2 separate regions of the Capra hircus genome follow, and region 2 is linked to region 1. Evidence: chromatin contacts called from public Hi-C data. All regions are on one chromosome and are shown on one strand. The core of a region is the stretch at or near the end of the contact, and the rest is flanking DNA. Distances in the headings are between cores, read along the strand shown.

Region 1 (3,573 bases), core at 879-3,378:
AAACAAGAGAAATAATGAGAATTAAATGTCTTATTTCTTCACAAAACACTCATCAGGAGTGGTGTGAACAGCTCTTGCCTTCTTGACATAACACTTGCACTGTGGAATAAGTGTCTTTTCATTGTCTTAGCAGCGTGCCCTGCTCCTTTCTGAATCTGCCTCAGCGTCCAGCTTTTGGTCCTTTGGAATTGCCATGCCCTGAGGCGTCTCGGGGAGTTGCTTCGGCCTGAGGTTTTGCCGGTGTCCCTCCCTCTCCATCTGCATCCTTTTGTCGCAGCTCCTTCCCTCTTTTCTGGGATAAACTCGCCTCCAGGCCCCTCTGCCACACGTCCTGCGTCTCGTTTGCAAAGTTGGCTATTTCTTCTGTAACTGCTGATGTCCATTTTGGTTTCTTCCCCCAGCACTGGTACTGTTTGTTTCTTTAGCTGCACTTTGGTTCTGGCCAGTGTCCTCTTTCCGTTGTCCATTTTATAAGGTGTCAGCTGGGTTTGTCACTGGGAGACCAGGAGGAAGCACAGCCGCACGCTTCGCCGCCTGTGGCTGAACTGAGGGACAGATGTGCTGGGACTGGCCACTGACAGGCTTTGAAGAAGCAGCGTGATGAGCCTGTGGTCATGACGGGCCTCTGCTGTTTCTGTGCGGTCGCCCCTCTGTATCCGTGGGTTCTGCATCCAAGGTTTCAACCAATCATAGATCAAAAATAATTTGGAAAAATTTTTCCAGAAAGTTCCCCAAAGCAAAACTTCATTTGCTATGCACTGGCAAGTGTTTGCATAGCATTTATGTTGTGGTACGTATTAGAAGTAGTCTAGAGATGACTTAGAGTACATGGGAAGGTATGAGTGGGTTCTGTGCAAGGATGGCGCCCTTTGCTCTGTAAGGGACTTGGGCGTGTATGGATTTCAGTATCCGAGGCGGGCCTCAAGCTACTCCCTGTGGGTGACTGTGGGCGGAGGGGCTGGTGGTGAAGTGTGTGCTTCCTGTAGTCACATGGTCAGCACAGTGTGGGAGCTGAGGTTCATGCTGACCCAAGTCTCTCACGGGAGGCCTGGCAGTGCTGTGACCTCCAGTTCAGGTCAGTCGCTCCGTCGTATTCAGCTCTTTGCAACCCCATACACTGTAGCACGCCAGGCTTCCCTGTCCATCACCAAGTCCTGGAGCTTATGCAGACTCATGTCCATTGAATTGGTGATGCCATCCAACCATCTCATCCTCTGTCGTCCCCTTCTCCTCCTGCCCTCAATCTTTCCCAGCATCAGGGTCTTTTCCAGTGAGTCAGTTCTTCACATCAGGTGGCCACAGTACTGGAGTTTCAGCGTCAGCATCATTCCTTCCAGTGAATATTCAGGACTGATTTCCTGATCTCCTTGTAGTCCAAGGGACTCTCAAGAGTCTTCTCCAACACCACAGTTCAAACGCATCAATTCTTTGGCGCTCAGCTTTCTTTATAGTCCAGCTCTCACATGCATACATGACTCCCGGAAAAACTGAAGAAACTAGATGGACCTTTGTCAGCAAAGTAATGCCTCTACTTTTTAATACGCTGTCTAGGTTGGTGATAGCTTCCCTTCCAGAAAAAAATGGGGACCTCCAGAGGGGCTCAAGTGTGTGCTGACAGTGGGACTTCCCCCACCTTATGACATTTGGGAAAATAAACTTTTTAAATTTGTTATGAAAATAGGTGATCAAGCCTTTTCTCTCCGTCTGTGGTGTCGTCGGGGTGGGACGTGGGGAGGGGGGTGGGGTGGGGCAGGGAGTGGAGGGTCTCTCTGGGAGCCTCAGGACTAAGCTCTCCTGAGAGCCTGGAGTCTGGGCTTTGTTGAGCTGGGAGGATGGACGCTTACTGCTCAGCCTCACTGTGTCTGCTCCTAGATTGACATAGAGATCAATGGCGACGCTGTGGATCTCCACATGAAGCTGGGCGACAACGGGGAAGCTTTCTTTGTAGAGGAAACGGAAGAGGAGTATGTAAGTCCTGGGGGCGGGCCACGCTCGCCGCACACTCGTGGATGGTCGCTGCTGGCCAGATGAGCTTTCACTTTGGGTTGAAGAACTGGGCTGTCAGAAGGGAGCTGGAGCAGGAGGAACTCCCCCCACCCCCACCCCTGAGGTCCAGGCTGCCCACGTGCGAAGGCCCTGGCCTGGCCCCCACTGTGAGCGTCTGGTGACTTTCTCAGGTGGTGCCTGCACAGTTCACACCTTGGTCTGAGCATGCTCAGCTCCACCTGAGTCATCACAGAGGCACAGCAGGCTGCGTCTGCATGTGGACACGTGACCTTTGAGCTTGGGAACACGTTTGAGGTTTCCGCTGGGGACATGACATCCCGGTCCTTGATAGTGAGGTGCATTAGTTTATTATGATCTGGGGAGAGGTGACTAATTGGCCTCTGCCCTGTATGTGTGATTGTTGCGTGTTTGGCCTCTTTTGGCGAGAGCACAACTGACCCCCTTCCCTGTGTATCCACTGATGTGAATGTGTCTAAGCTGCTCCTGATTGATTTAAGGTGGATCTTCTTACAACTTCTTAGGGGGCATCATTAAATCTTTCATTGTGGAGAATAAAATCTCAGAGCAAAAACAATAGCTTCAAATTATTAAAGACAGAGAGCTACTTTTTTTTGTTTGTGAAGATGAACTGCTAGTTTGATGCCATAAATTCCCAAAGGAAACCAACAGTGGAATGAGATTGTTCATCATTGTTCACTCGGGGCTGGCAACGTCAGTACTGGTATGGAAGGCAGCAGGAACCAGTGATTATGAAGGGGAACCTACCAGACCGGTGTTTCTCCTCGTATCTTAATTACTTGTTCTCATGTTGTCTTATTTGCATTTACTTTGCCCTGGAGAAAAAATTTCCCTATCAGACACAGGCGAAAGGCAGAAAGAAGCAGTGAGTTATCACGAGAGTGAACATCTCTGATGTAGCCTGCCACGCTGATGAGGCTCCCTGTAAATCTGGCAGTGAGAGGGTTGGGCACTGAATCTGTTCCCTGCTTCACCCGTCACTTCTCGTGATTCCATTCGGAACTGCTCAGTGAAGTGTCAGCTTTCCAGCCTTTTTTCCTATTCTGCATATGACCCAATTGGTCAGATTTTCTTTAGCATAATGTGCTTTTCTTTAAAAATTACAAATTGCAATTCATCCAACAACACTAGAATCACTGCTGTCCACACAGACTGTGAAGAGAAGCCCCGCTTTCCAACGGCTCCTGGTATAAAGAGGGATAAACATTACCAGGATCCCTCTGGCTTCCACTTACTGACCTTTTGTTTCCCCCACTGTTGTTGTCAGCAACCCCCACCCCACCCCCGAGTCAGAAGGTCTAGACCAAGCACTGTCCTTTCCATCACTGCATGATAGCCCATGGTATGGACGTGCGTTTCTCGAACCTTTCTTATGCTGATTCAGCTCACCCGCCCGCCCCCCTCCCCCAACAGTGAATCTATTCTGGCTGAGCTTCCACGTGCCCTGTGCTGACCCGGCACGTCCCTCCTCCACTATGTTCAGCCACGTGGACCCACACGAGCTAGGGCTCAGCTGTGCAGGGGGGTGGAGACCTATGCAGGTGGTGG
Region 2 (3,934 bases), core at 515-3,014, 43 kb before region 1:
GGTCCCTGTGACCCTTGCCTGCCTCGGGCCTGCCCTCCCGGTGGGCAGATGCAGGAAGGGCTGCTGGAAGCCAAGGGCCCCTCCCGTCGACCGCCTCCCTTGGAGCCGGGAGGCGGGTGCTGCCCCTCCTGTCTGCAGGCACCCGTGGGAACATTCAGTTTGGAAAATCATGGTTTTGACTTGGAAATTTTCTTGAGAGTTGTCGTGGTTTCTGACGTCTCTCCACCAAGGAGGACTTATGAGCGCTTTCTGACTGTGTGATCCTCCTTGTTTTTTTTTTCCTGCATCCTTCTTTCATCTTTCAAAAGCACGACGTCTTCCACTTCCTCTAACCACGCTTTTTGTGCTTGCCAGTTACTGCCCTTGTGTTTCTTCCTGTTGACCTGGTGAGTGGATTCCTTTGCTAGGGCTGCCATCACAAAGTGCCACGAATGAGGACTTAAGCCCAGAAGCGTGCGATCTCAAAGCTCTGGAGGCCGCGGGTCCGAGGTCGCGGTGTCAGCAGGACTGGGTCCTCCAGGGCCGCCTCTCTTGGTCAGGCACCAGCCTCGGCGTTTCTTGTGGGCGGGCACCATGAGGGCACCGTGATCTCTTCCTCAGGTTCCCACGGCCTTCTCCCCTGGTGTGCGTGTCTGTGTGTGTCTGTCTATGTCCAGGGCTCCCCTTTGCATAAGGGAGCCAGTCATTCGTTGAGGGCCTGTCCTGACAACCGCATTTCAGCTCAGTTAACCTCTGTAAAGATCCCGCTTCCAGATAAGGTGGCGTTGTGATGTGTTGAGGGTTCGAACACCGACTTACCCTAGGCCACAGTTCAGCCCAGAAGAACAAGTGTCAAGAGGGAATGCTGATCAGGTAACACCTTCTGTGTCAACAGCGTGTCCTCTTTATTGTAACCTCTTAAAAGATGCTTTTAGTCACATCTGTCTTCACTGAAGATCAGAAAACCACTCTCAGGAAGCAATTTTTTGATTGCACTTGGAGATTTTTGTTCAGAGTCTGTGACTGCTAAAATTTCCACTGGTTTCCTGAATGTTTTATAACTTAGCATCTGAGTCACCTTATTTTTGACTCTGGCCTTGATTCCGCAGTAGTTTGAAGGTTGGCAGAATGCCTAAAGGAAGAGCAGCCGCAGAGCCCTGTGAGAGTAGATCGAAGTCCGTCCCTGCACGTTAGGAGGCTGCAGACCTGTGCTCCCTCTCCCGGGTTAGCTGTGCTGTTTGTCTCTCAGGTGTGGCTTTCACCTAAAGCCACCCGCTCCACTCCTTCCTCCCTGCACCCTTTGACCTCCTTCGTAGTAGTTATCCCGGTCTAGCGTTGTCTTTGTCTTTGCCTCTCTCTCTCCTTAGCGTTACAGTGTAAGTGCTGTGTGGGCGAGTGCCTGGTCCCCCAAGTTCACTGCTTGATCCCACCTCAGAATCGAACATTGAACAGCACGTCCAAGTATATGCTGCTTTTAAACAGATGAATATGGCAAACAGGCTTTGTTTTCCAACATTACAAACGCTGCTTCACTGACCCGCTGTTGCTCTTGGGAATCCTCCTCTCTCTCTCTGAAGGAGCTTGTGTTCCCCAGGGCGGGCCGGGGGAGGAGGGGGCGCTGGCCGCAGCTGCTCTCTTGGTCCATCCAGAGCCCTGAGAGGGATGGCCCCTCCTGACATGTCTGAAAACTCCCCCGGGGCCCTGGTAGGCACAGTGCACAGTCAAATAGGACGTGAAATTTGAGTCGTGTTTGCACTGGCCTAGCTGGAAGGCCCTTCCAGGTTTCCCCGGGCCTTCTGCAGCTGCAGCCTGGGATGCCGGAGCTGGGTGGTTGCCTGGGAGTCCACGGCCCTGCCTCCCAGCCTCCTGATCGCCACGTGCTGTCTTACAGTCCCCAGGTGGTTCCAAAAAGAAGAGGAGGAAGTGGTGAATTTGTGCTTCCTGTTCTGAGAGACTTCCCTCTGAGATCCCTGGGGGCTGCATTCCTGAGAGTGAAACGCAGGGGACCTGCGGCTGTCTGTGTTATAGGAGCTGAGGCCTCCTGGCCACAGTCATGACATCAGTTAACTAAGCTGATGGGTTGGTGCTTGTTTTTTTTCTTGTTTGTTTAATTGTTGTGCTGCAAGTCATGAGGAAAACCCTCCTCTCCACTGCAGGAGTCACTGAAAGGTGATTGAGGCAGTGAGAGAGGCTGGTCTAACTGTTTATGCGGCAGAAGTCACCTTCTAACTAGGATTGTGGCACTGGAACGCATCGCGGCTCTCTGAAACCAGGTGAGATCCATTCCCACACAAGGGCTTGGCATTCTGATGATGGCCAAGGCTGTAGCTTTAACCTCCCTAATACTCCTTTCAATTTAAGTTAGAGAAATACAAGCCTCAGAAATGAACTGTGCATATTCGTGAAGTGTTGAAACCGTCACCTCTCATGCAGTGGTTTACAGTCAGCTTTGGTGTTCCTGGAAAATGTATGGAACTTGATGCCTGTGGCAAGGTCTCTGTGAAACCAGATGGTGGGGTGGGGAGGTGGAATGTGGTTCTGTTCTGGGAGAGGGTGTGTGTGTGTGTGTGTGTGAGAAACTTGCTGCATAGATATGTACGTACATACTGTCCTGGGATGAGAGCAGCCCCCAGTGCCCACCGAGGTGGGACTGGTGGATGGTGATCATTGGTGCACATTATTCATAATGAAAAACGCTGACGTTTAAGTAACAGGTGCATATGTTATTAATAAGATCTAAAGTTTACCCATAAGCTCTAATTACCTCAAGTGCTTAATTTTGCACTCCATTACAAATGGCTGATACAGAATCTGCTCATACTCCTGCAAGCAGTGCGTCTGTGAAGGAATGTGAGGAAGAGCCCATGCAGTCAGGGGCAGTATCTGCATGTCAGTGACGCTGTCATTCTCACACGTTTGGGAACACTTCATCCTTTTGAAATTGCTTTCAGTCTTGAAATACATCTCTTCATGCTCAATGGTGGAAGATCTTTACCCTTCAAGGTAGGTTGGTGCTACTGCTACTGCTAAGTCGCTTCAGTCGTGCCCGACTCTGTGCGACCCCATAGACCGCAGCCCACCAGGCTCCCCCGTCCCTGGGATTCTCCAGGCAGGAACACTGGGGTGGGTTGCCATTTCCTTCTCCAGTGCGTGAAAGTGAAGTTGCTCGGTCACGTCTGACTCTTCGCGACCCCATGGACTGCAGCCTACCAGGCTCCTCCGTCCATGGGATTTTCCAGGCAAGAGTACTGGATTGGGGTGCCATTGCCTTCTCCTCAAGGTAGGTTAGGTTTACGAAAAGAACCAGAAGTCATTCAGAGCAAACCTGGTGGATGAGGCAAGTGAGAGAAATGAACCACAGCTACTTTTGTGCTGTTTGAGAGTTGCGACTGCATAGTAGTGACATTGGCTTTTATCCTGTGTGACACCTAAATTTAAAGAAGAAAAAATTAATACCGTGCTGGACAGTGGTACAAAAATAGGATTGGCTTATTTTCTACCCCTCAGTAGTGATTAAAGGAGAGCATTCACATTAAATGGTTAGGTCATGTGTCAGGGTGACTAAGTGGTTTTACACCAAAACTTGGAAGAAGGGGATATGTGGGGAAGATGTCTTCCCGTTGCTTGGGGAGGCCAGTCTAGGGTGGGCAGGGTGCAGGGCGGGGGGTGGGGCGTGCAGGTCTGGGAGGAGTTGGATCTAGCCTTTCTCCCTGAAGACCTCTGCCTACACTTCTCGGGCTCTTCTGACCCAGGTCAGCCCTAGTTTGGCTCTTTGGGGCTGGAATTTCTGAGTCAAGACTCACATACTATTTGCACAAATAGGCTGCAGGGTAGACCGCTCTTGGGTGGGCCTTACGGAGCGGGAAATGGTTTGGGAAGCTAAAGTGAGAGCTAAGAAGAGCTGTTGACTGAGTGGGAGTTAAGTCGTAGGTCACTTGTTGACTTTGCTGTGTCC

The links. A called contact is a pair of places that touch in the nucleus more often than the background predicts.
Region 2: a contact with region 1 is called in a Hi-C map of blood, with 2.2 times the contacts expected there. The contact joins two enhancer-like sites. A contact is called at or near these places in 2 of 5 Hi-C or Micro-C datasets (blood and liver).

Annotation. Positions count from the first base shown.
Region 1 is chr24:37,539,231-37,542,803 of ARS1.2, reverse strand. It overlaps LPIN2 (phosphatidate phosphatase LPIN2), which reads left to right. Exons shown (of 20, transcript XM_005697070.2): 3 at 1,873-1,968. Among named protein-coding and RNA genes, the nearest start is that of LPIN2, 72 kb to the left of the region's middle. Within about 2 kb of position 2,128, at least 1 of the 5 cell types and tissues checked has an H3K27ac peak or open chromatin away from gene starts, as enhancers often do.
Region 2 is chr24:37,581,636-37,585,569 of ARS1.2, reverse strand. The region is part of intron 1 of LPIN2 (phosphatidate phosphatase LPIN2); the gene reads left to right. Among named protein-coding and RNA genes, the nearest start is that of LPIN2, 29 kb to the left of the region's middle. Within about 2 kb of position 1,764, at least 3 of the 5 cell types and tissues checked have an H3K27ac peak or open chromatin away from gene starts, as enhancers often do.